Regions from separate parts of the Mus musculus genome. Here region 2 is linked to region 1. Evidence: chromatin contacts called from public Hi-C data. All regions are on one chromosome and are shown on one strand. Each heading gives the region's core, a stretch centred on a gene start, on an enhancer-like site or on the middle of the called end of the contact. The rest is flanking DNA. Distances are from core to core; before and after follow the strand shown.

What was found. A called contact is a pair of places that touch in the nucleus more often than the background predicts.
Region 2: a contact with region 1 is called in a Hi-C map of uterus, with 3 times the contacts expected there. The contact joins two enhancer-like sites. A contact is called at or near these places in 3 of 15 datasets of contacts at CTCF or cohesin (the G1E-ER4 cell line and embryonic stem cells), 27 of 484 Hi-C or Micro-C datasets (the G1E-ER4 cell line, the HL-1 cell line, the HPC-7 cell line and 8 more) and 3 of 115 datasets of contacts at active chromatin or transcription factors (bone marrow-derived macrophages, embryonic stem cells and large pre-B cells).

What each region holds. Positions count from the first base shown.
Region 1 is chr14:103,474,073-103,480,878 of GRCm38.p6, reverse strand. The region is part of intron 2 of Gm34907 (a long non-coding RNA gene); the gene reads right to left. Among named protein-coding and RNA genes, the nearest start is that of Gm34907, 14 kb to the right of the region's middle. Within about 2 kb of position 5,373, at least 24 of the 459 cell types and tissues checked have an H3K27ac peak or open chromatin away from gene starts, as enhancers often do.
Region 2 is chr14:103,016,692-103,023,010 of GRCm38.p6, reverse strand. The region is part of intron 2 of 4933432I03Rik (RIKEN cDNA 4933432I03 gene); the gene reads left to right. It overlaps Gm34643 (predicted gene, 34643), which reads right to left. Exons shown (of 3, transcript NR_166851.1): 3 at 1-571. Among named protein-coding and RNA genes, the nearest start is that of Gm34643, 7.0 kb to the right of the region's middle. Within about 2 kb of position 2,015, at least 5 of the 459 cell types and tissues checked have an H3K27ac peak or open chromatin away from gene starts, as enhancers often do.

The DNA of each region.
Region 1 (6,806 bases), core at 4,124-6,623:
TAGGGAAACCTTTAAGCCATGGCAAGATCTCTGAGCCAGGCAAGCTGTGAAATCATCGATGTCTTCGCTTGCTAAGTCTTTGGGAATTGATCGTCATCAAAACAGTGTTTGCAGGGGGTCTCTGTAGTTTAAAAACTAAGTGTGGGCTTCAAGACTCCGCATTTTCTGTTCTGGTAGGAGTCTGTTGCGAAGAGCAGTTTCCTTGATGAGGGATGAAGACCACAATTATCTGTGGGTTTAAAGACTGTATACCTATAGGACAGTCAGTCCTACAACTAAAGCCCAAGGAACACTGTGGAAGAGAAGACAGAAAGGCAACAAGAATCAGAGCATCAGGGAGTTTGCAGAGAGTCTGTCTCCTAGGAGCATCAGAAGCTATCCTCAGATGAAATCACACCAACATGACGGCCCAAGTATGAGCTGAACAAAGATGACACCGGAAGACCACAAACTGGGTAGGGAAAGCCTATGAGGTCACAACCCTGTTCAAAGAACTACAGGCAACAGGGGTAAGATGAGAGTGGGTGTGGTGGTCCTCCATAGGGAAGAGGGAGATGCTAATTGGTTGTCGGGGTGAAGCAGTCATCCTGAAAGCATACATACAAGCATCATCATATGAACTCAACAGGTTGTATTTGGAAATGCATATGTACATACAACTGACACTAAGCATGTAATAACAATGAGGGAAAAAGAGGCCATGAACCTGAAGGAGGTGGGGGAGGGTTGTATTCAAGGGCTTGGGAGGAAAGGGATGGGAGAAATGCAATTAAATTACAATCTCAGAAAGAAACAAAACGCGGGTGCATGGATTTGAACAGAGAAGAAGGCTGCTTTAAAAAAAAATCATTAAAGGAAATGAACATGGCTAACACAGGGTGTGCTTCTACGAAAGAGGACAGAAATCTTTTAATAAATCTTTTTCTTAATTGGTTAAGAAATAAATATATTTAATAGGAGGATGGAGTCCAATGTCAGACAGCTAGAGGATGAAAGCTAACACTCTCCATGGACTTGACCTGACAGGCTCTGAAACAAGGGTGTTGGAAGACAAACATTTGTCTTTCCTCTCTGGCAGAATGGATTCATTGAAACTGTCCCCGACACCAGCACCCATCAGGTTGCCCCGCTGATCAATGACAGCAGACCCAAGTGGAAAGGGAGACAAACAATACAACTGTGAGTCAAGCTCAGGGCTGACGATATCCACACACCCTGCAGAACTTTACTCTCTAGCACCACTCCATGGAGACCTGCTGAGCAGCCGGACACTTTAAAAGTAACATCAAAAGTTATCCATGCAGAGGTCAGTTAGCCAGAGGGTTCGGAGAGCACCCACAATAAGCTAAAGTCTTTGTCATGTGTGCGTAGCTTCCGTCCTAATGCATTACAAAATCACAAAGATATCTTTCTCCTAGGTCTATCTGCCACTTGCACCAATCAATGAGCAAGCTAAAGGAGAGCGCCTCATCTTTTTTCTTGAGTATTTTAAGCCCTTAAATCTTTCTGATTCTTCCAGCAAAACAACATTGCTTGACAATAACTGTGCATTATTTATGGTTTCCTCCATCTGTGTTTTATATCGCTCATAACAGCAAGCCCAGAACCCCATATCTGCTTTATCAGCTGTGCCAGCTTTATTCCTGCAGTGTTAATCCCAGTGGGCCAGAAATGAAGTCTGGCAACCCCTCATCTCACCCCTAGCATCTATCTTTTGCATAGATACCCAACATACATACCTGCTTACTAATTTTACTTCTCCCTCTAAAAAGTTTACCCTACCGAGTATAGAATTTTTATTTGCTTGGTTTCTAAGAATCAGTCCACAGCACATGCCATACTGTGAGCAATCAAAGAAAAGCGCTCACACAAGAATCAAAACCAAGAACCGTCTACCACGCGATGCAGCTATACGCTTCCAGGCTACTTATCCAAAGGATCCAGGTCAATATACCAGAGAGATATTTACACACCAATGCTCATCGCAGTCTTAGTCTCAGCTGCTAAGTTATAGAATCAATCTAGGAGTTCAACAACAGAATAGAAAAGGAAAACAAGGTAGAGTTATACCATGGGATTTCCCTAGCCATAAAGAAGATAAAAGCTATGTTATTTGCAGGAAAGCATGTACAACTGAAACTACTAATATAAAGTAAATTAAGCCAGTCTTGGAATGATAAATATTAAGTTTTCTTTTATTTGTGGTCTTGATGTATGTATGTGTGTGTGTGTGTTTGTGTGTGTGTGTATGTATACTATATAGTAGTATTTAGTAAATTAGTATATAGTATATACTAATATACCATATTAGTATATAGTATACAGTATAATAGTCTATGCTAGTATACTAACATATATAGTGTATATACATATACACTATATATGTTAGTATAGATATATGTATATATATATATATATAAATTAGTGAGTATATATACACATATATAGTAGTATACAGTAATATTAGTATAGGTATATATTAACATACCATATTAGTATATAGTATAATAGTACATGCTAATATACTAACATATATAGTATATATACATTAGTAAGTGAGGATACACACACATATATATGTGTATACATATGACATGAAAATTGAAGTGAAACTGTACAGGGGAACAAAGTGGCTAATGTGGGGAGGAGAGAGAAGAAAAGGGCAGGAGCAGGGGAAGATGCTCAGCAAGCAGTACAGACTTGTATGAGAATGTCCTCGTGGACAAAAACAACAGCTTGGTTTTCACTTCCCTTTAGTTTCTAACAAAACACAGCAAACTCTAGTTCCCCATATTTTTTCTGTGAGTCTGTTCCGCTTAACCTACTTTTTAAACAGGATTTTCTAGATGCCTAGAAAAGAAACTGACCTTGAGTTGTTAAAGAAGATACAGAAATTATTTTTTAAATGCTGGGAATTTCACATAAACACTCAAAAGACTTAAGAAGTCTATTTATCAATGTTGCAGTCATAACCAATTCCCAGAATCAAACAATAGGATTTATTGAGCAAAGCTATTCGAAAGCAGCTCCTAACATGAACCATCGCAGCACAGTCAGGGACCGTGAATACTAGCCCCTGCTGCTGGAGATATGGGCACTAATGTCTCCAGGAGGTGCCTGGTACACCACTCCCGAGTGTTCAAATACACGCTCAATGCCCAGTGTGCAGAACAGGTGGACCTAGCCCTCAGCCCAGCTCCAGGCTCTAATAGCAAGGGTGTGGAGAGGTGAACAGATAGCATGGCATCCCAAGGAAAACATTTCCCAAACAGAGATGGGCTTTGAGGCTTGGTTGTAAGGTACAACTTAACGAAACTGTCTGCATCTCCTGCACTGCAGGCCTAGAGAGAGATGGGTGGTGCTAAATGCAGACAGAAGTGGGTGTGGTTTGCACACACAGACACAGACATACACACACACCTTCACTTTCAATTTCAACTTGAGCTGGGTTTCCTCTTTTTTTTTTTTTTTTTTTTAATCTTCTTGTTTAGTTTGTGATTAAAATGTTAGGTCAGCACACGACATCATGGGTCTCACTGTGGTAGTGTGGTACCTTCACGCACACACACTCATCCTCCTCCCTGTCCTCTCCCTGCTGGCCTCCTCCCTGCTCCTTGCTCCCCTTCCTTCTTTAGACAGGCCTTCTTTCTGCTTTCTTTTTTTTTCCATTTTTTATTAGGTATTTAGCTCATTTACATTTCCAATGCTATACCAAAAGTCCCCCATACCCACCCACCCCCACTCCCCTACCCACCCACTCCCCCTTTTTGGCCCTGGCATTCCCCTGTACTGGGGCATATAAAGTTTGCATGTCCAATGAGAAACTCTTTCCAGTGATGGCCGACTAGGCCATCTTTTGATACATATGCAGCTAGAGTCAAGAGCTCCGGGGTACTGGTTAGTTCATAATGTTGTTCCATCTATAGGGTTGCAGATCCCTTTAGCTCCTTGGCTACTTTCTCTAGCTCCTCCATTGGGAGCCCTGTGATCCATCCAGTAGTTGACTGTGAGCATCTACTTCTGTGTTTGCTAGGCCCCGGCATAGTCTCACAAGAGACAGCTACATCTGGGTCCTTTCAATAAAATCTTGCTAGTGTATGCAATGGTGTCAGCGTTTGGATGCTGATTATGAGGTGGATCCCTGGATATGGCAGTCTCTACATGGTCCATCCTTTCATCTCAGCTCCAAACTTTGTCTCTGTAACTCCCTCCTTCCATGGGTGTTTTGTTCCCACTTCTAAGGAGGGGCATAGTGTCCACACTTCAGTCTTCATTTTTCTTGAGTTTCATGTGTTTAGGAAATTGTATCTTATATCTTGGGTATCCTAGGTTTTGGGCTAATATCCACTTATCAGTGAGTACATATTGTGTGAGTTCCTTTGTGATTCTTTCTGCTTTCTTATCTTATGTAGTCTAACACCTCTGTGCCTCACTCTACATTATCTCTTCAAGCTTCTCATAACCAAAACCAGACATGAAGCTTCTCGTGCAGAAATTAAGTACAATGGGTTGGGAGCCAGATTTTTTTTTTTTTTTTTTTTTTTTGGTTTTTCGAGACAGGGTTTCTCTGTGTAGCCCTGGCTGTCCTGGAATTCACTCTGTAGTCCAGGCTGGCCTCGAACTCAGAAATCCACCTGCCTCTGCCTCCCAAGTGCTGGGATTAAAGGCGTGTGCCACCACTGCCTGGCTGTGAGCCAGATTTTTCAAGATCAGAAGCTATTATTTAAAAATTTCCTCAAAACATAATGTATTCTGTGAGGCTTCTTGGCAAAATATTTTACTTAACTTTTCATATATTCATGCTTACTCTCTCCAACTATAATTACTTCAAATTGCTAATCATGGTACATTTCTATCAAAGCAGTAAACATATAAAGCATGGGCACACACACGCGCGCGCGCACACACACACACACACACACAGAGATAGAGACAGAGACAGACAGAGACAAAGTCAGAGAACTTGCTCCGTAGACCATGTTGGCCTTGAACTCAGAGTCCTCCTGTCTCTGCCTTGAATGCTGAGATGAAAGACATTCCCCACCACATCTGGCTACGTTTTCATTTTTCTTTAACATAGGCATTTACGAAAAACAATCTAAGTTAAGGTTTGCTTGTGTTTAGCTATCAGGCAATATCAAGATTATCCGTGCAATCCCATGTAGATTTGTCTGCTCGGAGACAAATGTTAATGGTGTCCTTTAAAAATGAATCCCTTGTTCCTTCTGCCATGTGAGTATGTAGCAGGAAGGTGGCCACCAATGAACCACACAGACACTTATCTGTCAGACAACAAATAAGCCAGCACCGTGACCATGACCCTGTCTGTCTCCAGAGCCGTGAGAGACAGACAGGGTCATGGTCTGTTGCTTGCCATGCAGTTTGCACTGCGGTTTAGAGCACAAGGACTCTCAGGAGCCAGCGAGCATTAAGTGCACAGGACCCAATACAGCATCAGCAACAGGAGCTCAAGCAAAACTTTCGCCTATGGAAGCTCAGTCACTTCGTAGAAAAGCAAATGGTAGTGCTCTGGAAGTACAGAGTAGAATCAAACACATGATAGATTCCCCATGCAAGTCAAAAAAAAAAAAGAAGAAGAGAAAAAAAAAAAAAAGACTCAGTTGCTAAGCCCAACTTGGGTTAATTAAAGTGCAGTGATAAACATATTTAAAGTGTGCACTATTCTTAACCCACCATAGTCATGAAGGCTATTCCCTCTAGATTAACTAACTTCTCAAAGTATAATTTAATCATTTTACTCTTTTTCTCATATTTCTCACTGATTCTCAGAAACAGGACCCAGCTTTAGGAAAACGGAGAAAGGGCAGGACACTAGGAGACAAGGCCTGATTTAAATCGCCGGGAAGTCCCTTCTCCATGAGCTGAGAATAGTTTTCTTCCTGTTACCATTACCACATATTAAAGGTTCTGTCCTCAGAGCAGAAGAGCAAACACAGCCTCCTAATCCTCCCAGGCGATAACCTCATTGACTCCCACAGCTTCTTGAAGTTCATTCTCCACATGTGTGGAATGATGAACTCAGACACTGTTTCCAGCCCTGAATGACTGTCATTGTCACCCGCGGGTTGCCAGGCCCCCACGCTGGCTCTTTCCATTTGACTTCATTGATCAAAGTCATTTGCCAAAGGAGAAAAAATACCACAAATTATACAGCTGTGAATTCTGAGTCAGGTAAGCAAAAGATAGGTTACTCAGCGTTTGCCTAATGCCCTGTTCCCTTCTCAAGCTGTGTTTGACCATTAACCAACCCAAACATAACCATAAACAGTATGAGACAGCAAGGTGGGAAACGTACGTTGGCAAAAAAATTTCAATATGTCAGAAGAAGAAAAAAAACAGGTGTTAAAATTACGGATGAATTATTCTTACGTGAATCACGAGCCATCTTTCTGAAGGGTTGTGAGACAGAACACTTTGGGCAGTGACACAGAGGTCTGTATTGGCCCCACTTCCTACGTCTGGGTCCTTGCTCCTCCATCTTCCACTCACTTTGGTATAACTGAAGCTCAAGAGTGACTGTCTTCCTCCCATGCAGGTGGCCTGACATGAGCCCTGTTTTGACCTTCCCATAGACCCCTGTCCTCTTGTAATTAGGCAGTTGCATCTAATCTTTCCTGATAATTTGTATGCAAGCCGATGTTTCCCGTAGCCTTCACATAACTCAGTAGTGGAGATCCATCTGCCCTGCCTTTCACACTCATTGACTATCTGGGCTGTGCTCTTTGGGCTCTCCATTCACCGGTTCTCCTTAACCATCTTCCCCTTCCTCCCTGCTCCTCCTGGGA
Region 2 (6,319 bases), core at 766-3,265, 450 kb after region 1:
CCAGCTTTTAATTTGGATCTTTGAGGTGGTAAGATATACCTTTAATCTGGGCCACCCCTTCTGCTGGCAGCCTATCTAAAGGACATAGAAGAAGGAAACTTTCTTTGCCTGCTTGTTTTTGTTCTTGCTGGCAAGTCCATTCGTTCATTGTTATTAGAGCCTTCTTCTTTGGGATTCCAGCATAACTGAAGGTTATCTGAGACATCTAGCCTGGTGGACTGAACAAATACTGGATTCTTGAACATTCCATTAGTACTAACTCATTGTTGGACTAGTTGGACCATAGCCTGTAAGCCATTCATACACACACACACACACACACACATAACTGAGTCGGATCCATGTTGGGATGGGACTTTTGGTAATTCAGCTGTTTTTGAGTCACAGTTACTCCTGTATCTAGCCTCAATAAAATATATGAGTTCAACAAACTGGACCTGGTAGAATTGTATCTTTAGTCTGTCAGTACCCCATGATGTGTGATGAGCAGGTGTCTCTTTAAATCTTCTCCTTCTTCGTCAGGGTCCAGCCTCGACACAGGATCGGAGTTCTCAACTGGAAGCAGGGATATCTGGAAGGCACATAATAAAAATACACGGACTACCTTTTGGGTACAAACTGACAGGCAACTTTTCAAGGCTTAACCTTTCTCTCTTTTTTTCTCTTACTCTCTCTTGCTTGTTTGCTTGCAGCGTAAGCCTGAACACACTACATTCTCTGTGCACTGTTTTTTCTCCTGTGTGCTTTTCTCTTCTCAAGCTCTCACACTCATACACACCTCTGTGTATACCCCTTTCACTGTCACACACACTCTTCACACACATCACTCACACACTCTCCATACACACCTCACATTCTCCCTTCTCTCACTCTTCACACTCTCTTCCAAGGGTCTCTCACCTTTTTCTAGTCATAGTCTTTTATTGTTACTCCAAAAGTGATAGAAAAAAGACATTGTATAATCATTGCCAAATCAAATTCAAAACCATAACCACATCCCACAAAGAATCAAGAATTATAATTTTTAATAAAGTTAAATTATAATTGTTATAAAGTTTCAAACTTCCCCATTCCCAGGCCTGTAGCCAAATAATAATAATAATTGCAAACTTATTATTTAAACTTTAACTTTTGGTTTATTATACTTCAGAGCTCAGAGCTCCAAGGTCAGCTACTTGCATTTTTCTGTGAAGCTCTAATGATAAATGACATGGGCAAAGCTGCCAGGCAGTGACCAGAAAGAATCAAGTTTACCCTTAACTCAGTAGTTCCGCTAGCTTTCTGCTTCTGTACATTGCACACAATGACTCCTAAGAGTTCCAGTGTTCTGAGTTAGTTTTTGTGTATTCTATACTTGCTTATCCAGGAACCACTCTTAATTGTTGTGCAAGGCTTATTTCATAACTTCAATAGTTTTTTCCTTTCTTGGGGGTCCCAATGTTGGCTCTAATTCATTTACTAATAGTTTCTTCAAAATTTCTTTGCAAGTCAAACATTAATCTGGAACTACCATTGTGCACCTCTTACATTGTTTCAAGGTGAGAACACACAGCATACACTTGGGCCATTAGGACTGTGCTGTGCCCCATGCCTCAATTTTTAATTGTTTAAGAATCATTACATCAAGGAACATCTAGTTTCACAGAATTCACCAGAGCAGGAGAAAGAAGTAAGAAAGTCAGATATAATAGAATAATTAGGCACACCAAGGCCAACTGAAAAGCAGTCACGCATGAATGAAATCTATACAGCTGTTGTCCAAGACTAAGGTTAGAAGAAATAGAAACAACTGCTTTTTACAAAGAGGTGCCTCAGGCTACTGAGATGTCTCCACCCCAGCCTTCTGTAGGCCGTCCCTTATTTCAGATGGTGGGTTCCCCTGGAGGGATGTGTCTCCTGCTTCTCAGGGTCCCAGATGCCATCCTTGTCTACAAGGAGTTACTGCTGGCTTCTGAGATGTCTCCATCCTGGTCTACTGCTGGCAGCCCCTGCCATTGTATGCTGTCCTCAGCACTTCTCAAAGCAATACAACAGAAGAGGAAGCAGCATATTCAAGGCCTTATTTTAGGACCTTTACATACAGTAGTGTGTGGTGTGATTTTTTTTTTTTCAGGGACATATAAAACTAACATCTGATTCATTCTGATTTTGACCAGGGTAGCATCAAAAGACAAAGAATGGTTCATACAAGTTCATCTTGAAGAGCAAAGCTGGTTCATGAGGAATTATTTATAGAGCTGTGGGTGACTAGGAAGACTTATATTTTCCCCTGAAGTTGCCAACCTCTCAGTCGTCCTGCCTATTGTGTTCTTAATTTGCATGGCTTTAAATCCAGAGCAGAATTAATGAGAAACCGGAGCAAAAATGAAAACATGGCTCTCATGCTGCCTGTATGTTGTAACACACTGTCTAAACAACAACAACAACAACAACAACAACAACAACAACAGCAACAACAGCAACAACAGCAACAACAATTAAAAATAAGGACAAGGGTCTTTAGAAGAGTCTGAGAATTTTCATTTTTTTCAAAGTTCCTTGACGGTCCCCATGTGGAGATTCCAGAATAGCACTCCAAGAACACTATCTTAGGCTGTGACACAGAAGAATGGGCCCCAAACAATTCAAAAGATTCCTAATATGCACCTGTGCAGAGTAGCCTAATGCCAGGGAGAAAAGAAGACTCTCTGAAATCTCTCTCACACTTTTCCCGTTAGGTCTTTTTATTCAAGCTCGAGCTTGGGCTCCCTGCCAACCCTGATGCAGCAGGACAGGAGGGTGAAGCCCCAAGCTCAGTCTTAAGTAAGCATTTATAGAGGCAGGCAAGCAAGTGAAGAGGTTTCTAGCCTGGCACACATCTGATTGGGGGGCTGTTATGGAATTTTGTTGCCCTTGAAATAATTGGCTGGTGCTGGGAGCCAAACTATAAACTTAGCTTCTGCTTTCCTCTAGATTGGTAGTTGCTAGTAAGTGAAGTGCCAGGGGTGGGCTTTGTTAGAGAGTAACCTGGAAACTAGTGATAGTTGAAAGTTTGTTGGGGAATAACCTGGAAACTGGTGCTAGGTGCTGTCTTGTTGGTTAACTTAGCTCAACCTTAGGTCAGGTTCTCTAAGATGGAGTCTGAACCCAGGATCTGGTCTCTCACCTGAAGTTCTGGGAAGTAGAATGGTGACTATTTTCTTAGGATTTCATGGCAGTGGAGCATTGAGGCAAAGTTTTAAGAGCAGATGTCTGGAGATCTCCGCTGGATTTAGATTGGCTTTTATAACTAAAGAGGATTAAAAGCACTTAAGTACCTTAAGTTCCTAGTTTCATTCTTGTTTTTGCTGGGGAGCACTGATGGGTCTGTGGGAGATGGTATGTCAGAGGAGAATCATAGTAAATCCAACATGTTGCCTATTGAAGGGAACACAGAGATGACCCCACCACAGATGATCTCAAGAGCTTCAGACACTTTGAACTGAAGCGAAGCCTTTGTCAACCTGAACAACATGCACAGAATAGTTCTTTCAAGGACAGTAGGCTCATTTGGGAGCAATGAGCACTATGATGGGGAAGAACCTGCCACAGCAAAGGTTGGGAGTTGGGGTAGTTTGGATAGGTTTGGTCCTCATAGATTCTTGTGTTTGAATGCTTTGCCATAGGGAGTGGCACTATTAGGTGTGGCCTTGTTGGAGGAAGTGTGTCACTGTGTAGGTAGGTTCTGAGATCTCTTTTGCTCAGGCATAGGAAGATCCGATGTACTCCTATGCCCAGTACAAAGGGCCTCCTCCTGGCTATCTTTGGATCAAGATGTAAAACTCTTAGCTCCTTCTCCAGCACCATGTCTCCCCATATTCTTCCATGCTTCCTGCCATGTCGAAAATGGACTAAACATCTGAAATTATAAGCCAGCCCCAGTTAAATGTTTGCCTTTATAAGAGTTGCCTTGGTCGTGGTGTCTCCTCACAGCTGTAAGACCTTAACTAAGATAGGAGTGCTCCAGGAAGTTGAGTCCGGGGTCCAGGGGGTCAATTTAATAAAATGGAGAAATTCAAGTAAGTTGTGTGGATGTGGATACAGAGGCCATAGGCCTTGTATTGGAGACTCAAGAAAGAGGTCCGCATCAGTTCATCTTCAGCAAACATTCACAGTGACCATCTTTTCTGAACTGTTACAGTCTTAGAGAATTTTCAACTTTGCTACAGATATACATGCATAATAACCCACATATACATCAATACACACACACATACACACACACACACACACACACACACACACACACACACACACACACACACACATATACATCCACATACATACATACATACATACATACATACATACATACATACATCAATACATACACACATAAGAACAACTGAATGTATTTCTCTTTGAATCTCCATTCTGCTAAATGACAGAAGTTGAATTTCAATTGACTCTGGGGCCCCTCCATCCTTTCCCTTCCTGTACTTTGGGGAGAGGAAGCAAGCAATTGTGTTATCCCCAGGCTAGGGATATCAGATACCAAGTTTCAGGTTGTTGTTTTATATATATATATCCAAGCAGAGACATATATTCCTTCTGGTATATGGTTTCTAGCATCAGACTGTTGCCAGCATCAGCCTTTTACCATGGCCCCAAGAGTTATGTTCCTTATTTTCTAAACCATCGTCCTGGGTTCAAGACCCCTTGGCTCCTCCTATTCCTCCTGGGTTTGCAATGACACAATGATGTTTCAGGCTTATCTGCCTAACAAGTCATCTATTTCTTTTTCCTCCGTGAAGGAACGGTCCCTCCATGCCCCTTCTGAAATTTGATAGAAAATGATGCCGGAGGAAATGCTTGTCTCATGGAGGCTGTTGTCTCCCTGATAAGAGGCTTTAACAATGGTCACAGCAGAGAAACTTGAGGACCATTTTTTAAAGATATACAGAAAATGCATCTCGAGAGACAGGGCAGGCAGGCTGCGCATAAGAAACTGTGATGAGTTTCCCAGAGGAGAGAGCAGGGAAAGCGCCCAGTGAGGAGCAAGCTCAGAAGATGGGGCAATGAGAATCCATGAGCAGCAGCTCTGAGGGGCAAGGTGTCTGGGGATCACGGGCATAGCTCGTTTAAGTGACAGCTATTCTTCTATTTTCTTCCATGTCATCAAGCCTGCTTTTCATAATCACTCGTTGGCATAGGTTGGCTTCCTCTCCCTTCCCTGCCCTGTGTGTGTGTGTGTGTGTTTATGTGTGCACTCATGTGTACACCTGTGTGTGTGTGTGTGTTTATGTGTGCACTCATGTGTACACCTGTGTGTGTGTGCACCTGTGTGTGTGTGTGTACACACACAAGCATGTGTGTGCAGGCATCCATGTGAGCTGTTCTGCTTTAACTCTCTCTGCCTTGTTCTCCTGGCACGGGTCTCTCAATGAACCTGGAACTAGAATGGCTGCTAACAAATCCTACTGGTCTATCTTCCTGTCTCCACTTTCCCCAGGCCCTCATACGTATATAATATAGTCTTTCACTGTCTCCCTCACCATCATTATCTTTCCTTGCTCTTCTCTATCTCTCTGTGGAGATTCCCTCTTTCTCCTCAAAGAGCCCCCTTTCTGTTCTTACTGGACCAGTTCTCCATGGATTGTATAACAGTGTGCCATTAGAGAATGCTGCCAAAGTAGCTGAAATGTGGAAGTGTTTGCTGTTTCCCTCAAAGGATGCTCTATCATTGTTCTGACGCAGGAAGTGTTCAGTGTTACATCAAAGGATGCCCTGCAGCTTGCAGCAGGTGATATTATCAGCAAAAGGCAGGCAGGGTCATTGCTGACGTAGTGTTACTGCTGTAGCACCCAAAGTGCCCAGGAAACAGATGTGTTTGAAGGTCTTTTGTAGGTTCTATCTTTACCTGCTTGTTATCAACGCATACAGACAGCCATGTCGATGTCAAAATGGGGCATCCATGTGGAAGTTCTCTTATTCACCCTCTCGCACTGGTGGTGGGGCAGGAGTTGGGCTCCACCTAAGAGGTAACTCAGTGCTTCCACTCCTCTCCTCCTCCTCTGTCTCTTACAGCAGAATCTTTGGCTAATTTGGGATGGATCTGGACATGAAGCTGACTAATTAGGCATCCAAATATAGTGCCTATGGCATATATTTCAGACGTTAAGCTCTTCTGTATGTTTCCGAAGACTTTGATATTGAAATGCCTGAGTTTGAGTCTTGGTTAAAGCTGTCAAGTTCTGCAGTCTGAACAGGCACTGGCTCTCAGGGTTCTGGTGAAAATGTGGTTTTTGGATCTCTTTGATAATTTGTGAAAACTATAAATACTTTCTCCATATGACCCTCA